Linked DNA regions of Rattus norvegicus: region 1 is linked to region 2. Evidence: chromatin contacts called from public Hi-C data. All regions are on one chromosome and are shown on one strand. The core of a region is the stretch at or near the end of the contact, and the rest is flanking DNA. Distances in the headings are between cores, read along the strand shown. Region 1 has its middle 200 kb from the start of Tgfbr2. Region 2 has its middle 87 kb from the start of Tgfbr2.

The links. A called contact is a pair of places that touch in the nucleus more often than the background predicts.
Region 1: a Hi-C map of the A7r5 cell line shows a contact between it and region 2, with 1.5 times the contacts expected there. The contact joins two enhancer-like sites. A contact is called at or near these places in 2 of 12 Hi-C or Micro-C datasets (the A7r5 cell line and mammary epithelial cells).

What each region holds. Positions count from the first base shown.
Region 1 is chr8:124,964,445-124,967,514 of GRCr8, forward strand. No RefSeq gene overlaps it. Among named protein-coding and RNA genes, the nearest start is that of Tgfbr2, 200 kb to the left of the region's middle. Within about 2 kb of position 1,532, at least 35 of the 93 cell types and tissues checked have an H3K27ac peak or open chromatin away from gene starts, as enhancers often do. A contact at or near this core is called in the A7r5 cell line, where this site is marked.
Region 2 is chr8:124,846,693-124,849,594 of GRCr8, forward strand. No RefSeq gene overlaps it. Among named protein-coding and RNA genes, the nearest start is that of Tgfbr2, 87 kb to the left of the region's middle. Within about 2 kb of position 1,454, at least 11 of the 93 cell types and tissues checked have an H3K27ac peak or open chromatin away from gene starts, as enhancers often do. A contact at or near this core is called in the A7r5 cell line, where this site is marked.

The DNA.
Region 1 (3,070 bases), core at 282-2,781, 120 kb after region 2:
TGTACACATACACACATGTATATACACAGGTACATACACTTACACATATATGTACACATGCACGCATGTATATACACATGTACATACATACACGCACACACATGTACACATGCACACATGTATATATACATGTACAAACATACACACTCATACATGCATACACATACACACATGTAATTTAAAATAAAAATAAACCCTAACAATAAATAAATAAATAGTATGCTTCTATCCTAATTAAGATACTGATGCCCCAAAACCAAAAAAGATACTGATATTCAATTTAAAGCAAAGTGATTTTGATTTTTTTTTTAAATCTAACGAAACATCCCCCTTTTGGAGGCTTCCTGGGAGTGGAAATGTATTTTATATTCTTTTATTTGACTTCTGTTTGTCCGTTATTTGTTTATATGCTTTGCAGATAAATAGCTCTCTAGATTTATTTCCTTGGATTCATAAATACAGTGACTGTAGGAACCAAATGGCCAGCACTCTGTCTAGAGAAACAGCTCATTTGGTGATGGGGTGGGGTTAGAATATAAAAGCCTTCTACATAAGCCTACTGAAAAGACACCCATTTCATTTCCTTGGCTTCTCACAGAAACACATTTTTATATGATTTTCTTCCACAAAATATAACGTTCGCTTATGTTCTCTTCAAGAAGAAAGGTTTCTCACAGAGCAGAGTCAAAATTTGTCTTTTAGATAGTTTGAATTTAGCAATTTCGGGCTTTCTAAGTCCCCAGGTACTGCAAAAATTAGATAACTTGTGGGTGGAGAGATGGCTTGGTGTTTAAAAGCGTTTGCTGCTCTTGCGGGGAACCTGGGTTTGGTTCCCAACACTCAGGTTTGGTGGTTCACAACCTGTAACTCCAGCTCCAGGAGATCGGACACCCCCTTCTCAGCCTCTTTTGCCATCTGTGCACATGTGTGCAAGGCCCCTTCCCCACATATACACATAGTTAAAACCAAAAAAGTCATAAAAATAGATAAATTCAGTGTCACAAACTGAATCCACGTTAGGTGCCAGGAATTGAACCCAAAGATGGGCTTTCTAAAGTGTTCTACCAGGGACTTGTGTTGACATTAAAATGTCTCACTGGTAGTTGGAAATTTGTAATTAGATGCTATGGAGTCATTTCAGCACTTTACGTATTTTGGTTAAGTCCCAGAATAGCCTGAAGTCCGGTGAGTTTATAGACAAATTACATTGGAAAAGGCTTGGTTTCCAGGTGTGTGTTGCTTCCTTCCCCAGAGAGGCTGATGTTTATCACCTCGAAGTGACCCAGTCTTTGGATTGTAAAATGGGATAATCCACAAAGAGATGGCAGGCTTCACCTCAAGGTCTGTTTGTTTTCTCCTTTGCTGAAGCTGCCGGGTGGAAGCTGGAAAAGCTTGCTTAACTGCACATGCGCAGGTCATCTGACAGTCAGGCTTTCTTGTGAATGCGAAGTTTGAAGAGAGTCCGAGCGAGCGGCCTATGTGAGCAGGACTCAGGCAGGATTGTGGCTGCCTGCCGCTGCTTTTACTGGCAAAAGGTGGCCATGTGCCAAATCCTGCTCGGCTCACACAGCTGTTGGCCGTGAATCATTTCCCTTCATTTCCCAGCTGACCCATTCAACAGGCAGATAGAAAGGTTTTGAAACCCATTTGCTAGCCTCGTGCTGCACCGTGTCCCCCTTTTGAATTGTGGGAGATTTTAAAGGCTCTTGTCCTCAGAGGCAGGGTTGTTACTACTAGCAGAGTGCATCAGCAGACAGGAGAAGCTGAGGAGAGGCTGTGAAATGGTGATTTTTATGGTCAGGCGTTCATGGCTTCATATCATCGTCTGCCACTCTCCTGCTCTCTTAAGTCATTTCTGACATTAGCATGACATTCTAGCTATGTTGGCAGGGCTCAGAGTAGAGAAGGGTCTCCACAGTGGTTATCATGGCTGCCTGACTAGTCAGAACTGGGCTGGAGAAATTCTAACTCCAAGGAGGTCAGCAGAAAGCAATAGGTCCGCTGGGGCCGGAGTCACAGGTAGCTGTGAGCTGTCACACCTGGGTGCTGGGAACAGAACTCTAGTCCTCTGAAGAGCTAAACCACTGAGTTTCTTCACCATCTCTTCACAGAAACGCAAATCATGGAGTTGGGCTGATCTCTCTGCTGGTGACGTGCTCGCCCCATAGTTTGAGGACCTGAGTTCGATCCCTAGAGTTTATGTAAAAAGATAGGCATGGTGGCCTGTTTGTAACCCCAGTGTCAGGAAGCAGGGACAGGAGGAATCTCTGTGGCTCTTGGCTCCTTAGACTAACTGAAATGGTGAGACCACAGTCCCCTGTGAGGGACCCTGCCTCAAAGGATAAAGCGAGGAAGAATTGAAGAAGACATCTGATATTGGCCTTTGGCACAAGGGCACCTGTTACCTGAATACTTACATGTAAATGTCACACAAACACACACACGTGATTTTGGCACATCCCTCTGCATCATATAGCAAATGACTGACTCTAAAGGGCAGAGAGTGGTCATGAGCTTCCCAGTCTGAAATAGCATGTGTGTTGGAGAGTTTTACGTCAGGCAATTCCACCCAAGGTAAAGTCATTTGGGAAGGCAAAACCTCAATTGAGAAAACGCCCCCATCAGATTGCCCTGGGGGCAAGCCTGTGACATTTTCTTAATTCATGATTGATGGGGGAGGACCCAGCTTACTGTGGGAAGTGCGATCCCGGTCTGGTGGTCACAACTTCTACAAGAAACCAGGCCCAGCAATCCATGAGTGAGCAAGTGAGCAGTGAAAAACATCGATCCTCCATGGGCCTTGCATCCACTCCTGCCTCCAGGTTTCTGCCTTGACCTCTCTCAGTGACTGATTATATTTTGTGAGGTGAATTAACCCTGTCCTCCACAGGTTACTCTTGTTCATGGTGTCCCATCACAGCAATAGAAAACCTAACAAAGACAGTACATTTACAGTTAAGTCCAGCTTTTGTGTGCAACAGATGACTTAATATGGTTAAAGTGTATATTATCCATTAGTTATGCATTTTATGTTGTAATAGTTTTATGTAGAAAGATTAGAAGGAAGCAA
Region 2 (2,902 bases), core at 204-2,703:
CCCTGTTATCCGATCTCTCCTAGCCTTCCACCTCACCTACCGTCCATCTTCAGCTACTGTCTCCCCACGCCCCTGCTTCACAGAAACTGTGGTTCAGGAATGGTAAAGACATTTTTCCAATTTTTAAGCATTGAGGCTAGAAGTCTAACCTGTGCTAAGCCCAAATAGGAACTACTTCACTTGTGTCAAAGTAACAGCAAAATGTGGGCAGATGACTGTATGGGATAGCAGCAGCAGCAGCAGCAGCAGCAGCAGCAGCAGCAGCAGCAGCAGCAGCAGCATAAAGCAAACATCATGAGTTTAAGGCAGGATGTGGTGGCGCGGTCCTGCAAGCCCAGCCTTGGGAGGAAGAGGCAAGAGAATCAGGAAGCAAGAGTAGATAAGTCCAGGCCACTCTAGGTTATGTGAGATGCTGGAGAGAGAGAGAAGGAAGGGAGGGAGGGAGGGCAGGGATAGTGGAAGGGAGGGAGGGAAGGAGACAGAGAGGGAAAGCAGAAAGGCAGGAAGGAAAAGGAAAGAAAGTGGAAAGGGAAGCCACAACCCAGCTCCAGGGTAGCCTGGGCTACAGAACAATCTTTAGACAGAAGGAAAAAAGTACAAAAAAACAGTTAAGCAAAGTAAACCCATGCACAGCAGAGTCGGTTCCATCTACACTATCTACTTTTAAAGTTTGTTTTGTGCCCTGGACAAAACACTTCCCTTTCTACTTTTTCCTTATCTTTGCTCTTAGCTCCTTTTAAAATCATCATCTTCATCATTATTTTTAATAATAATAATAACATTATTATTATTATTAATTTGATACAGTTTCATTACATAGCCTCTGTCACCCTGAAATGTTGTTGTATGTTGATCTGTAGATCAGAATGGCCTCAAACTCACAGAGATCTGCCCACCTGAGCATGCTCCCTAACATGTTTCAGGCTAACCTGAAACTTATCACTGTATAGCCCAGGCTATCCTCAAACTCACAGCGATTCTCTTATCTTAGCCTCTCTGGTTCTGGGATGGCAGGCAGGCACCGTGGCCTGATCTCTTTTTTCCTCTCTCTGTAATAATTAATGAAGGGGTTGTGTCAGCCTTCAACATCACACCAGATAACAGAACAATCAGGAGCCGTCATATAGAGGTAAAATGATATCTTTCTTCTCCAGCGACAGAACCACATGGCCTCCCCGCTCAGTGGATACTGCTCTGCTGAGCTTCCCCACCCTCCACCTGACCTTGGTGTCTTCTTCTGTTGTTTGTGGATCTTTTTGGCTAATACTGTCTCTGGAGAATAAATGAGTGTAACACCCATACGCAATGGGGTGTGTGTGTGGCGGGGGTTGGGGAGTGCAACACCCACACACAGCGCCTGCAGGGTGTAGGCCTGTGAAGTGTATCTTCTGTGAAGTGTCTCAGATCCACCCAGGTTTGGTAACAGCATAGCTACCTGATTGCTCACGAGGCCTTGGTATTAGAGCAGGGGAAACCCACAGACATCAGTCTCTGAGGCTTTTGTGGTTTGAGCGGAGTTGGGCTCAGTGTCTCCTTCGAGTCTCTTAAGAAACATCTTACAAACTTTCAAATTATGCTCCAGGAAGCCCGACACAGGCTGTGGCTATTAGAGAGCTATCCAGATTTGCAAAGCCTGGGGGGTGGGGGGCATACAGAATAGAGTCCTTCCTGATAATCAGTAGCAGCTAAAGCCAAGAACAGAAGTCGAGTTATTACTGGTCAGAAAACAGGCTGAGTTCTATCTCTGGCCTTGGGTGGAGATGTGATTTTCCAAAGCGCAGAAAGACTGTAAGATTCCTAATGGGATAAAAACATGGGTAAAGAACCATGTGCACCACTGCTCCTGCTTAAAGACTGATGCAGATGGGCCTGTCAATCACCTGCTCGGGAAGATATCTCTCAGGAAGTTTTCTGTCTGAGAGACTTTAAGAGATAATACATTGGCAACCTAAAACGATGTCGGTTTGCTCAGTGGTCTCTTGAGCTACTGGCCACTCCCCCCACCCCCGAGTGGGTTCCTTCCTGCCTGCTGTCTGCTCTCATCCCTTCAACCTGATCCACCTTACTCTGTGATAAACCCTGTCTTCTGCATTCATCTCCATGTCTCCTTTGAATTCTTCCTGTGGAGACCATGGGGTAGGGGGTGGGGGAGGGGAGGGAGGTCTAAAGTAAGATCCCAGTAATAATGACAGCAGTTAGATATTAGTGGGAAACACCTGCGAACAAGAGTTCCTAAAAAGTGTGGCATCATGTGCTGAACTTTCTAGAGATCTGATTAACCGATCAGAACATCAATGTTGCTCCCAGTGCCTCAATTCATCTTGGGCTATCTTTAGCTTTCTCAGCAGCCATTCCTTGGCCATCTCTATTTCGGACCCAACATTCTCATAACTAACACATACAACCTTTTGGAATGTATGGACAGATCACCAGTTTCCACCAACCACAAGCTGAGGATAGCATCAGATAGAATCCGAGGCCTACGATGGGAATTCCCCTACTTTGCTGTCACCGCCAACCTGATGTCTCCACTGATGTATTTGAAGAGTGTCCAAGGTCTGTGACTGTTGGTTCTGTTGCTACTAAAACTCCATGAAACTATTGCCATGCTGGGACATAGGATTCAGGGTAACCTGCATCTGTGTTCCCAAGCATAGTCACTCATGTTTGACTCCAGAGTAAATTCCCTCTTGCTGCTTTTGAGGTGAGTGGTTTTGTGTCAATATTCCCAAGGGACTCTAGATTCCTTTTCTTTTTTTTTTTTTCCGGAACAAGAAATTGGACAGAGGACAAGAACAACATTAGACAGTGCAAGAGGATTTATTAAGAAAGAATACACTTCTGAAGGAGGGAGATGGCCAGAGTAGAGAAAAAGAGATTAACTTCCAATAGCAAATGCCAG